Regions from separate parts of the Pan troglodytes genome. Here regions 2 and 3 are each linked to region 1. Evidence: chromatin contacts called from public Hi-C and HiChIP or PLAC-seq data. All regions are on one chromosome and are shown on one strand. Each heading gives the region's core, a stretch centred on a gene start, on an enhancer-like site or on the middle of the called end of the contact. The rest is flanking DNA. Distances are from core to core; before and after follow the strand shown.

What was found. Hi-C and Micro-C count contacts between places; a contact is called where the count stands out from the background. HiChIP or PLAC-seq counts read pairs in DNA pulled down with a chosen protein or histone mark.
Region 2: an H3K4me3 HiChIP or PLAC-seq map of stem cell-derived excitatory neurons shows a contact between it and region 1, with 4 times the contacts expected there. The contact joins the promoter of P3H3 here to the promoter of CHD4 in region 1. A contact is called at or near these places in 2 of 7 Hi-C or Micro-C datasets (induced pluripotent stem cells and stem cell-derived neural progenitor cells), 1 of 1 datasets of contacts at active chromatin or transcription factors (stem cell-derived excitatory neurons) and 1 of 1 other capture datasets (stem cell-derived neural stem cells).
Region 3: a contact with region 1 is called in a Hi-C map of stem cell-derived neural progenitor cells, with 1.9 times the contacts expected there. The contact joins the promoter of LAG3 here to the promoter of CHD4 in region 1. A contact is called at or near these places in 1 of 7 Hi-C or Micro-C datasets (stem cell-derived neural progenitor cells) and 1 of 1 datasets of contacts at active chromatin or transcription factors (stem cell-derived excitatory neurons).

Annotation. Positions count from the first base shown.
Region 1 is chr10:13,789,539-13,792,647 of NHGRI_mPanTro3-v2.0_pri, reverse strand. It overlaps CHD4 (chromodomain helicase DNA binding protein 4), which reads left to right and starts at 1,433. Exons shown (of 40, transcript XM_063786248.1): 1 at 1,433-1,663; 2 at 2,513-2,690. The coding sequence starts at 2,591. It overlaps LOC134807543 (a long non-coding RNA gene), which reads right to left and starts at 2,387. Exons shown (of 2, transcript XR_010148251.1): 1 at 2,298-2,387.
Region 2 is chr10:14,009,157-14,012,265 of NHGRI_mPanTro3-v2.0_pri, reverse strand. It overlaps P3H3 (prolyl 3-hydroxylase 3), which reads right to left and starts at 1,486. Exons shown (of 15, transcript XM_016922862.4): 1 at 785-1,486. The coding sequence starts at 1,282. GPR162 (G protein-coupled receptor 162) reads right to left here. Exons shown (of 5, transcript XM_016922866.3): 5 at 2,629-3,109. The coding sequence ends at 2,846.
Region 3 is chr10:13,953,544-13,956,652 of NHGRI_mPanTro3-v2.0_pri, reverse strand. LAG3 (lymphocyte activating 3) reads right to left here and starts at 1,613. Exons shown (of 8, transcript XM_508966.9): 1 at 1,174-1,613; 2 at 745-892; 3 at 83-387. The coding sequence starts at 1,231.

The sequences.
Region 1 (3,109 bases), core at 184-2,683:
GTTGGTGAAAGATCCCTGACCTGGGGATGTGGTGAGGGGGAGGATTGCTAGAATGTTGAGAGATAGTCTTTGGATGGGAGTTGGTAATTATTATGGGATGCTGTAGGGTGAATTAGACTTCATGTAAATGTTTCATCTGTCAGCTTGGTATTTTGGTTGGTTGGTGTTCCTCAAAACTTAGGAGCTGGAGGTAAGCATCTGGAAAATACCTAGATTTTGGTGGGACTGGGTGGGGCCCTAGGTGGGCTCCCAGCCCCCGAGTGTCTGGAAATGATGGTATGAGGGAAGCTGGGGTCCCAGACATCAGGAGGCTTTTTGCCAGGATACTACTTTGGCCCAGAAAGGGATTAAGGTGTGTGCAAGTGGGGGCGGGGACAAGGAAGCGTGGGTAGCCTGCCTGGCCCTCCCTGCTCTGGGTGTTAGAATAGACTGACAGCGCCTGGAGATGGGGGTGGGAAGAATATGAATATTATGGGATGCCTGGCTCGAAGGGTATAGGGGTGGTAGAGTGGAGATGAAGCATTATGGGATGTGACACTGGGTTGTGTTGGGAGTATTATGGTATGTTTGGTTGACCACGGGCTCCTTGCAATTATTATGGGATGTCAGGATGTGGGTAGGAGAGTAAAATTATTATGGGATAGCTTTCCAGTGTTAGAGGAAAAGAGATTAGATGTCCATCTGTGGGGCGACAGTAGGGCTGTTGATCATTATGGGTTATCTTTTTGATAGAGGAGGGGTACTTACTATAGGCTGTGGAGCTAGAAGAGGGAAGGCTGGGGGTGATGTGAGCCTCTAGACCCTGGCCTGCAGGGACTGAGGGCAGCTCTAGGGGGTTAGTTATTATGGGATGTCAGTATAGAAAGTGGGAGACCGATTATTACGGGATGTGTGTGGGAGGAGGCCGAGTGTCCGTTGTTGTAGTATGGGGGGGTGAGTTTCTGACTATTATGGGATATCAAACTGGGGGTGGATGAAGGATGGTTATTATGGGATGTCTGTGGGGGATGGGGCTGAATATTATGGGATATGAGGCATAAGTGCTGCGAGGGGTGCTTATTATGGGATGGCCATGGGGAGGGAGGGGTGATGAATTATTATGGGATGTTAGCATTAGGGCCAAGAGTGAAGAAGAAGTTGGCAAAGGATGTCTATTATGGGATGTCTAAGAGGGTTAGTTGCAAAAGGTCTGCAATATTATGAGATGTCAGCAGCCCCTGGCATATGTGTATGAAATGTGGGGGGGCAGGGTGTGTGTGTGTTGTGTGTGTGTGTGTGTGTGTGTGTGTGTGTTGGGGGGGGGGTGTCCGTGTGTATTATGGGATGGCCAGGAGGTGGGCGGTTGCCCAGGTGACACGCGCGCGCGCGCTCGAAGGGGGCGTGGCCAGTGGTTGCCTGAGCGACGAGGGGGCGGGGGTTGCCCGGGAGACCTGGGGAGGAGGGTGGCGGTAGTGGAAGGGGGGGGTTGGAGTTGGTTGAGGTTATTATGGGCTGTCCGTGGGGGGGCGGGGCCTGTGCGGTGGGATTTCCCGGCCGGTGTTTCAGGCCCTTTAAGAGGCGACGCTGGAGCCGGAGCCATTTTCCCCCCTTCGGCCGCGGCGAGGAGGAGCCGGAGCGGGAGTGACACCGAGCCGGACCCTGCGCGACCTGCGGCGGCTCCGGGGTGAGGAGAGCGCGGGGTTCCCAAAGAGACGCCCCTCACGGCCCTACCAGCCCCGAGGGTCATCCCGTCACCCGCCCCTTCCTCAGGCGTCTCCGGACCCGCGGACCGCCCCTTGCCCAGAGGAGCCGACCCTTCCTTTCCTGGCCCTGCAGGGCGCCCGGCCTCCTCCCCAGCCCCCGCCCTAACCCTGCCGGAGTCTTGCTCCCCGCGACCCCCCGCCTCCGGCTTGGTCTCCCACAATGCCCGGCGCCCACCCCCTCGCCCTTTGATCATTTGCCCCCCGGGACACGTGGCCCGGCCCCCTTCCCGGTGGGACGCTTTCGCCCCCCGCGTCCCTGCCTCCGGCCCCCCGCAGCGCCCGAGCCTCCACGCCCCCTCGTCCCCGCAGCTCTTGAGGAGAACCTGAGTTGTCCCAGAGGACAGCTTTTGGAGAGCTGCCCTGTCTGGGGACTGGCCCCTCCCCGGGCGCAGGGAGGCGCCCCCCCCACCCCCAAGTGACCTTGTGTCCCCGAGCGCCTCGCCGCCTGCGGCCTCCCCTGGCCCCCCCGCGCCGCTGCCACTCGGACCCCCTCCCCCGTCACACCCCGCTCGGTCCAGCCCCGCGTCTCCCCTCCCCGCGCTTGCACCAGCCTGCCCTCGGAGGCGTCGCTCCCTCGCTCCGTGGGGGCGCCTGCCGGGGAGCCGGCTTCCGGGCTACCCCCGAGGAGTGTGGAACTAAGTTCAGCCTGAGCGGTTCGGGTGCCCTGCTAGGGTGGCTGGGGTGGGGGGCGGAAAGAGCGGGTGGGTGTGGGGGAGGGGGACAGTGCGCGTCACTGACTGTTCTGTGTTTCTCCCCCCTCCCCCGCACAGTGACTCGGGCCAGTGTAGAGGGCCCCAGGCCGCCGGCAGGAGCAGCTGGGCCAATTCCCTGGCCGGGAGCGGAAGGGGATGGCGTCGGGCCTGGGCTCCCCGTCCCCCTGCTCGGCGGGCAGTGAGGAGGAGGATATGGATGCACTTTTGAACAACAGCCTGCCCCCACCCCACCCAGGTAACATCTTCCCCAAGGGCCCATGGCGGGAAGGAGGCATCTGGGGCTCTCCCGAGTGACTCGTCTGGTGAGGCAGGGCTGTGTTGCTCCGCTGTCTCTGTGCAGAGCCGGAGGTGGAGGGTATCCGAAGGGAGTGGTTCCCTTCTGCGGAGCTCTGGTGTGAGGGGGGTGGAAGCCATGTGCCTCCTGGGCACGGAGATGCCAGCTTGCTGCACTCTGTCTTGAGGAATGCTCTGCAGTTCCCAGTTGAGGGAGCTCTCTGGGCTGGCAGGCATTACCTGGTGTGTGGGTCCTCGGAGGAATGCAGGTAGCTGGGACCCCTGGAGGCTTGTGGTGGTGGTGGTGGAGGGGGGCGTTGAGGATTCTGTTTGAAAGACCAGCCGGGCATCTGTGCTAGTAGGATCCTGTGGTTGCTGCTG
Region 2 (3,109 bases), core at 237-2,736, 220 kb before region 1:
CCGCCCACCGCCCAAACTGCAGACCCCCTAAGAGGCCAGAACGTTGGGACTCTCAGAAGGCTGGCACCGAGGGAAAGGGGATCTAAAGACGTCGGAGTTGGGTGGGACATGGGTCTCAGGACTTCAGGACCTCAATTTGGGAGACCAGGTGGAAGTGATGGCTTAAGTGAGGTGGGGAAGTGGGGGAGACCTCAGCGACCAGCAAAACCCGCAGGTCTCTAGGACCCTGAGCTGAGGTGAGTACAACCGGCGCCCCGCTTCCCCAGCCACGTAGGCAACTGCTGCGGTACCGGCGGCTGCGGCGTGCTGTCCCCTCCCCGCCCGCAGAGGTCTGGCCTCGGAGGACCCCAACCTGGCCTCCGTCTGCTCCTTCCTTTCCGAAGCTACCTCCTGCCCCAAGCGAAGGTTCACACTCACCACCACCCCCGACACACACACACACCCACGCACACTTCCCGTCCGAGAGCCGGTTTCGCCCCCACCGCCTCCGCTTCATTCCTAGGAAGAGGCGGCCCGGTCCCTCCATCTTCGATCTGCTCCCGTCCCACCTCACGACCTCCCCGCCCCATTCCCATTCTGCTCGCACTCCCCCTCGGCTGCTCCTCTGCGATCTCAAGAGGTCCTCGCGGTCGCTTAGCCAGCTCCTACGCAGAGGCCCGCGGTACGCTCCCCAGCCCCGTCCGGGGCCCGGGCAACAGCATTCCGCCTACTCCTGGGCAACGCAAAGTAGGACAGCGTCGTGGTGAGGGCTGGGACCCTCGGAGCTGCCCGGCCCGCTCCCAACCTGGTAATAGGCCCTCTGCAGGTAGTTGTAGGGCTCCCGACGGCGGAAGGCGTCCCGGAGCGCGCTCCCCACGCGAAGCCGCGCCGCGCCCCCGGGGCCCAGCCTCCGTGCTGCGCACTGGGTCAGGCAGTCTGCGCGGCGGAGCGCTGCACGGAGAAGCTGTCGTTCCCAGGACCCCTGCGTGGGTCCCGGCCCGGAGTCGGGCTCCGGGGCCCCGAGAAGCACGGCGGGGAGCGCGGCGCCCGGATCGGCCGCGCAGCTCGCCCCGCAATCCAGCCGCACCCGGCCCAGCGCCGCCTGGCTCCGCAGCGCCTCCCGCAGCAGCGCCACGGCCGGCGCCCAAGCCCCGGCCGCGTAGGCGCGCAGCCCGTCAGCGTAGAGCAAGTCGGGGGCCTGCGGGGGCGCCCCCGGGGACAGCTGGGTCAGGCCGGGGGGCTCAGGGGACCCCGGGGGAGGCAGCAGCAGCAGTAGCAGCAGCGGCCGGAGGAGCCGGAGCATGATGTCGGAGCCGCCGGCAGCTGAGGGGAAATGCGGGAGCCGAGAGGGAGGGAGAGGAAAGGGGGGAAGGGGGAGGGAGGGGGAGGAAGGAGAGATGGAGAGGCGGAGGGAGAGGGAGAAATAATGAGGGAGGCCAAGAGAGAGAGAGAGAAGATGGGGCTGAGACCCGATGGTGGGAGAGGCCCATGTGAAAAGATGGAGAGAGAAGAGTGCTGAGTGGACAAAGCTGGTCTAGTGTGGAATAAGAGGGAGAAACCGGGAGGAGGAGGGCAAAAGGCGGGAACTGGAGCAGGCCTGGGCATCCATGAAGGATGACTTCAGCCCAAGCGGTGACTTCAGCCCCTGAGGTCTGGAGGTAACTACTGGGGCTGTGTTCCCTCCACACACACGCTTCTGGGTCCAGAAAAAGGAGTGTGGACGCCGATCCCCCCCTCGCCCCCCCCACCCCCCACACACACTCATCCACCCCTGCACTCCCACCCCCTCCACACTCATCCACCCCTGCACTCCCACCCCCCCACACACTCATCCACCCCTGCACTCCCCCCCCACACACTCATCCACCCCTGCACTCCCACCCCCCCAACACACTCATCCACCCCTGCACTCCCCCACACACACACTCATCCACCCCTGCACTCCCCCCAACACACTCATCCACCCCTGCACTCCCCCACACACACACTCATCCACCCCTGCACTCCCACCCCCCCAACACACTCATCCACCCCTGCACTCCCACCCCCCACACTCATCCACCCCTGCACTCCCACCCCCCCCACACACTCATCCACCCCTGCACTCCCCCCCACACACACTCATCCACCCCTGCACTCCCACCCCCCCAACACACTCATCCACCCCTGCACTCCCCCCCACACACACTCATCCACCCCTGCACTCCCACCCCCCCACACACACACACTCATCCACCCCTGCACTCCTTTGGAGAAAGAGCTTTAAAATGCAGCAAGGAGGAGGTGTCCAGCTCCGGGACACTGCGTCAGCCCCAAAACCTTTCCTGCCCATAAAGTAAGCCCCTGCATGGATTTGAGGTTAGAAGGAGAGTTGGGCACTGGGGCTGGAGCCACCCTCTAAAACCACCTCAACAAATCTGAACAGAGATCCTTCATACCCCAACCAACGAAGATGTGTGTCCTCAAGCCCCGCCCCCAGCAGGATATGCTCCTCCCAGCCTTCCCTGTGCGAGGCTGCCTGGTGGAGCATGTGATCATTTCTCCATGTGTCCTTCTGTGCCTCTGTCTGCTGCCCCTGCTCTGTCGTGTCCCCTGTGAGCCACTGCACCCTCCAAGCCCCTTTCCACCGCAGTACACTGGACACTGAGGTTTCCATGGCAACACTTCAGACTTTAATACATATTGCTAGGGGTGATGGAAGCTGAGTAGGGCATCTGGTCACTTGGATGGGAGAGAGCAGGGCCTTCTGAGCCCCAAATCTAGCGCCCGTCTCCCCAGAGTCTGGAGGCAGCTGCCCTACTCTCGGCCAGAATGAGGTGTTACTCACTCAGGCTTTCTCCTCTGAGTTCAGCAGGCCTGCTTGGGCTCACAGGGTCAGCTGGGGAAAGATGGGGTTGCCTGGGCCCCAGGATCCTCCCCAAGCCCTTGCACTTTCTTCACCCCCCGTCAGGGAGCAGCGTCTCCCTGCGCTTAGTCCCAAAGGAAGTCCAACGGCTCTGCTCTCAGGGGACCCAAGGGAGAGTCGGCGGGGTGAGAGGCCCAGTGGCCGGGGCCGACGAGGAGAGTGCCCTGGTGAGGCAGTCGGAGAAGGCAGAGGTGTCTCATCGATGAAGGTGGTGATCTCCTCCCG
Region 3 (3,109 bases), core at 364-2,863, 160 kb before region 1:
GCCCCAGCCCTTCCTGCGTCCCGGGAGGCAGGGAATGGGGACCCACCTCCCAGCCCTTCTCCCATCGTCCCGCCCCACATACTCGAGGCCTGGCCCAGGCGCAGACGGAGGCGGCAGGAGAGGGCGCGGTCCCTGAGGTGCACCGCGGCGCGGTACTCGCCGGCGTCCGCGCGCCGGGCTGGGCGCAGCCATAGCGAGAAGTCCCCGCGCTGCCGGCCGCGCTCATCCAGCTGGACGCGGGGCTGCAGGGGCAGCCTCCCGCTGCGCAGGCCTCCGGGACCCACGCTCAGCACCGTGTAGCGGCGGGGCCTGGGCCCCCAGGAGGAGGGCGCCGCCGGGTGAGGGCCGGGGGCCAGGGGATGGCCGGGGGCGGGAGCGGGCGGGCCACTGGGCGGGAAAGAGAATGGAGTTGAGAAGCTCCAGGGGTAGGAAGCCCGGGAGGATGCAGGCAGCCACCCGTTGAGGATGAGAAAGCCCGCCCCAAGAGTTCTCTTGACCACCAACCGTCCCCTCACGCCCGACCCCTCTGTTGGACTGGCCGCATCCACTTCTGGAGAGAAGGGATGCTGGCGTGAGGGTCGCTGATTGCAGAGCAAGGGCAGGAACGGTGCAAGCGAGGGCAGGGAGACTGGGTCACTGGCTTCAGAGGGAGTGACACCTCAGGGCAGGGGACAGAGGACCGGCACGGGTGTGGGGTTGAGTGCTGGATTCGGAGGTCCTGTTGCCCAAGTTTGGGGTGCATACCTGTCTGGCTGATGCTGCCAAGTGACCCCTGCTCTTCGCAGAAGGCTGAGATCCTGGAGGGGGATTGTGGGGCTGCAGGGGAGCTGGGCAGGAGCCCCCTCCTGGGCCCACACCACCGGGACCTCAGCCCCTGGCTGGAGAGGCTTCACTAGGTGAGCAAAAGAGAGGCCAAGGGGAGGGGGCGTGAGCCGAGAGGCAGGGGTAGAGAAGGAGCCTGGGTGTTTCCCGAGGGAGAAACAGGGTGCAGGAAGAACTTGGGTTTCTGTTTCTTCTCTGCCCAGAGAGGCTTTCGGGGTGGAAGGACTGCCCAAAAAAGGGATTAGAAGAATCCACAGAGCTAAGGACCTCAGGACCTTTGTGGCCACAGAGATCCCTGCTGGTCCCCTCCTGTGGGGCTGGAGGTCAACCCTCCCGCCATCCCCGTTTTACCTGGAGCCACCCAAAGCGGCTGCAGAAACAGCAAGCCCAGGAACTGAGCCTCCCACATCTCTCCTATGGTCTGGGCAGCGCTGAGCCCTCCAAAAGGAGGTCAGAAAAGGAAAGGGGGCAGTGGTGGGGGGTGGGGGGTAAAGGAGAAGTTCTGCAGAGAGGGAGGTGGAGGAAGGGGTTCTAGAAGAAGGGAGACCAGGAGAGGGCCTTGGAGAGAGGATGGGGAGGGATGACCAGAGGCCAGAATCCAGAGGAAAGCTGGAAAGCTGGGCAGATCAGGCAGCCTGAGGAGGTGGGGGCGGGGGTGTCCCAGGGAACAGAGCAGGGCCGTGGCGGAGAGCAGACAGAGCAAAGTGGCTGTCGTGGCTGGGATGCCGTTCTGCTGGTCTCTGGGCCTTCACCCCTGTGCCCGGCCTTCCCTCCACCTTCCCCACTTCCCCTCCTCCCGGCCCGCCCCCCGCACCCCAGGGCTTACGGTTTCGCTTCGCAGTGGAAAGTCTGAGGGGGTTGATTCCCAGCAGCAGCACCCTCCACCTCTCCACCTCTGTGGTGGCGCTCCCCTTGTTTACTTCCTCAGTCCTGGGTCTCCCCACCTCCCCCTCCTCGCCCCTGCCCCACCCTCCAGACTGCTCCCTCTCCCAGGGACCTTCTGCCTCCACGAACCATTTCTGCCTGGAACTGCCCCCTTGCCCATCTCTAAGCTGCCTCCTCAGTCCCAATATTCACACTTCCTTCTTGGCAAGCTCTTTCCTTGTTGCTGAATCTCCTCCCTCGTTCCCTTAACCTCCCAGAACTTCGTGACCCCTTTAGACCTGCCTTTCCACCCATCAGTACAATGTCCCTGGGAACATGGTGGACAGGAAGCTTTACTGCACCCCAAAAAATGGTAGATCTGAGGCTAGGCATGCCAGCTTTGTGGGGCATGGAGAATAACTACATTGTATTGAGGCTTCATTACGTGCTAAGCACTGTATTGGACACTTATAGTAACTCATGAAATCTAATACTTTTCCCCATTGTACAGATGAGGAAACTGAGCTTCCAAGAAATTGTACAATTTGCCAAGGTTAGGGAGTGTGAAGATAAAAGCTGTGAGTGTACCTGTGTGCGTGACAGTGTGTGGTCCTGACCTTGGATGAGTTATGGGCGTCTCCTGGGGGAAATGATGCTGTTGATGAGTCAACACCCCTCCCCACTCCAACTCAGGTCCCCATGCACTCAGAAGCATCCTCCAGTCCAGAGGTTCCGAACCAAGAGGAGAAGGCAAGGGTCATGCGGAGATGGAGAAATGCAGAAATCTTAGAAATCTCCTAACAGAGATCAAGCTCAGGGGAAACAGAGGCAGTGGGACTAGGGAAGGCCCGAGACTGACAAGAGTCATACAACTCCCGCTCCCCAGGGGAGCCCAGCCCAGGGAGAGTTGGAGGGCAGGTGACCAAACATACAGCCGACCTGGGGATGACACGAGACCCAGGATTTCCCTGCTTGACTGGAAGGAGCTCGCTTCCATGCCAGGCAGAGGGCATCTCTGATGCCAGGCAGCTCACTCCAGATCCTAGCAGGCTGAGACCCAGGACTACCAGCCCTCTCCCAGCTCAGGGGCAGGACTTCCTGTTTCTGGGCTGTTTCTCTGTGCCTGGTTCAGCACAATAGAGCTGGTAGCTTTCCACTGGGCTCAGCAGTGTCTAGGTCTTGTGTGGGTTAGCAGGGAAGTGTGTATTGCTGGGGAGGAGCATCCCTGAGAATCCAAAACAGGACATAAGTCAGCTCTCAGAAGAGCTGGGCTCCGGGCCACCCCTGGAGGGCTGATCTTGTCTTCTTGAGTCGTGGGTGGTAGGAGTGTGCTGCTGCTTTTGTATCAAAGGGAAGGGTCCTGGCAGAATGGGAGGTCAGCCACCCTCCTCCCTCTCTACCCTTTTGTCGCACTGACTGGACC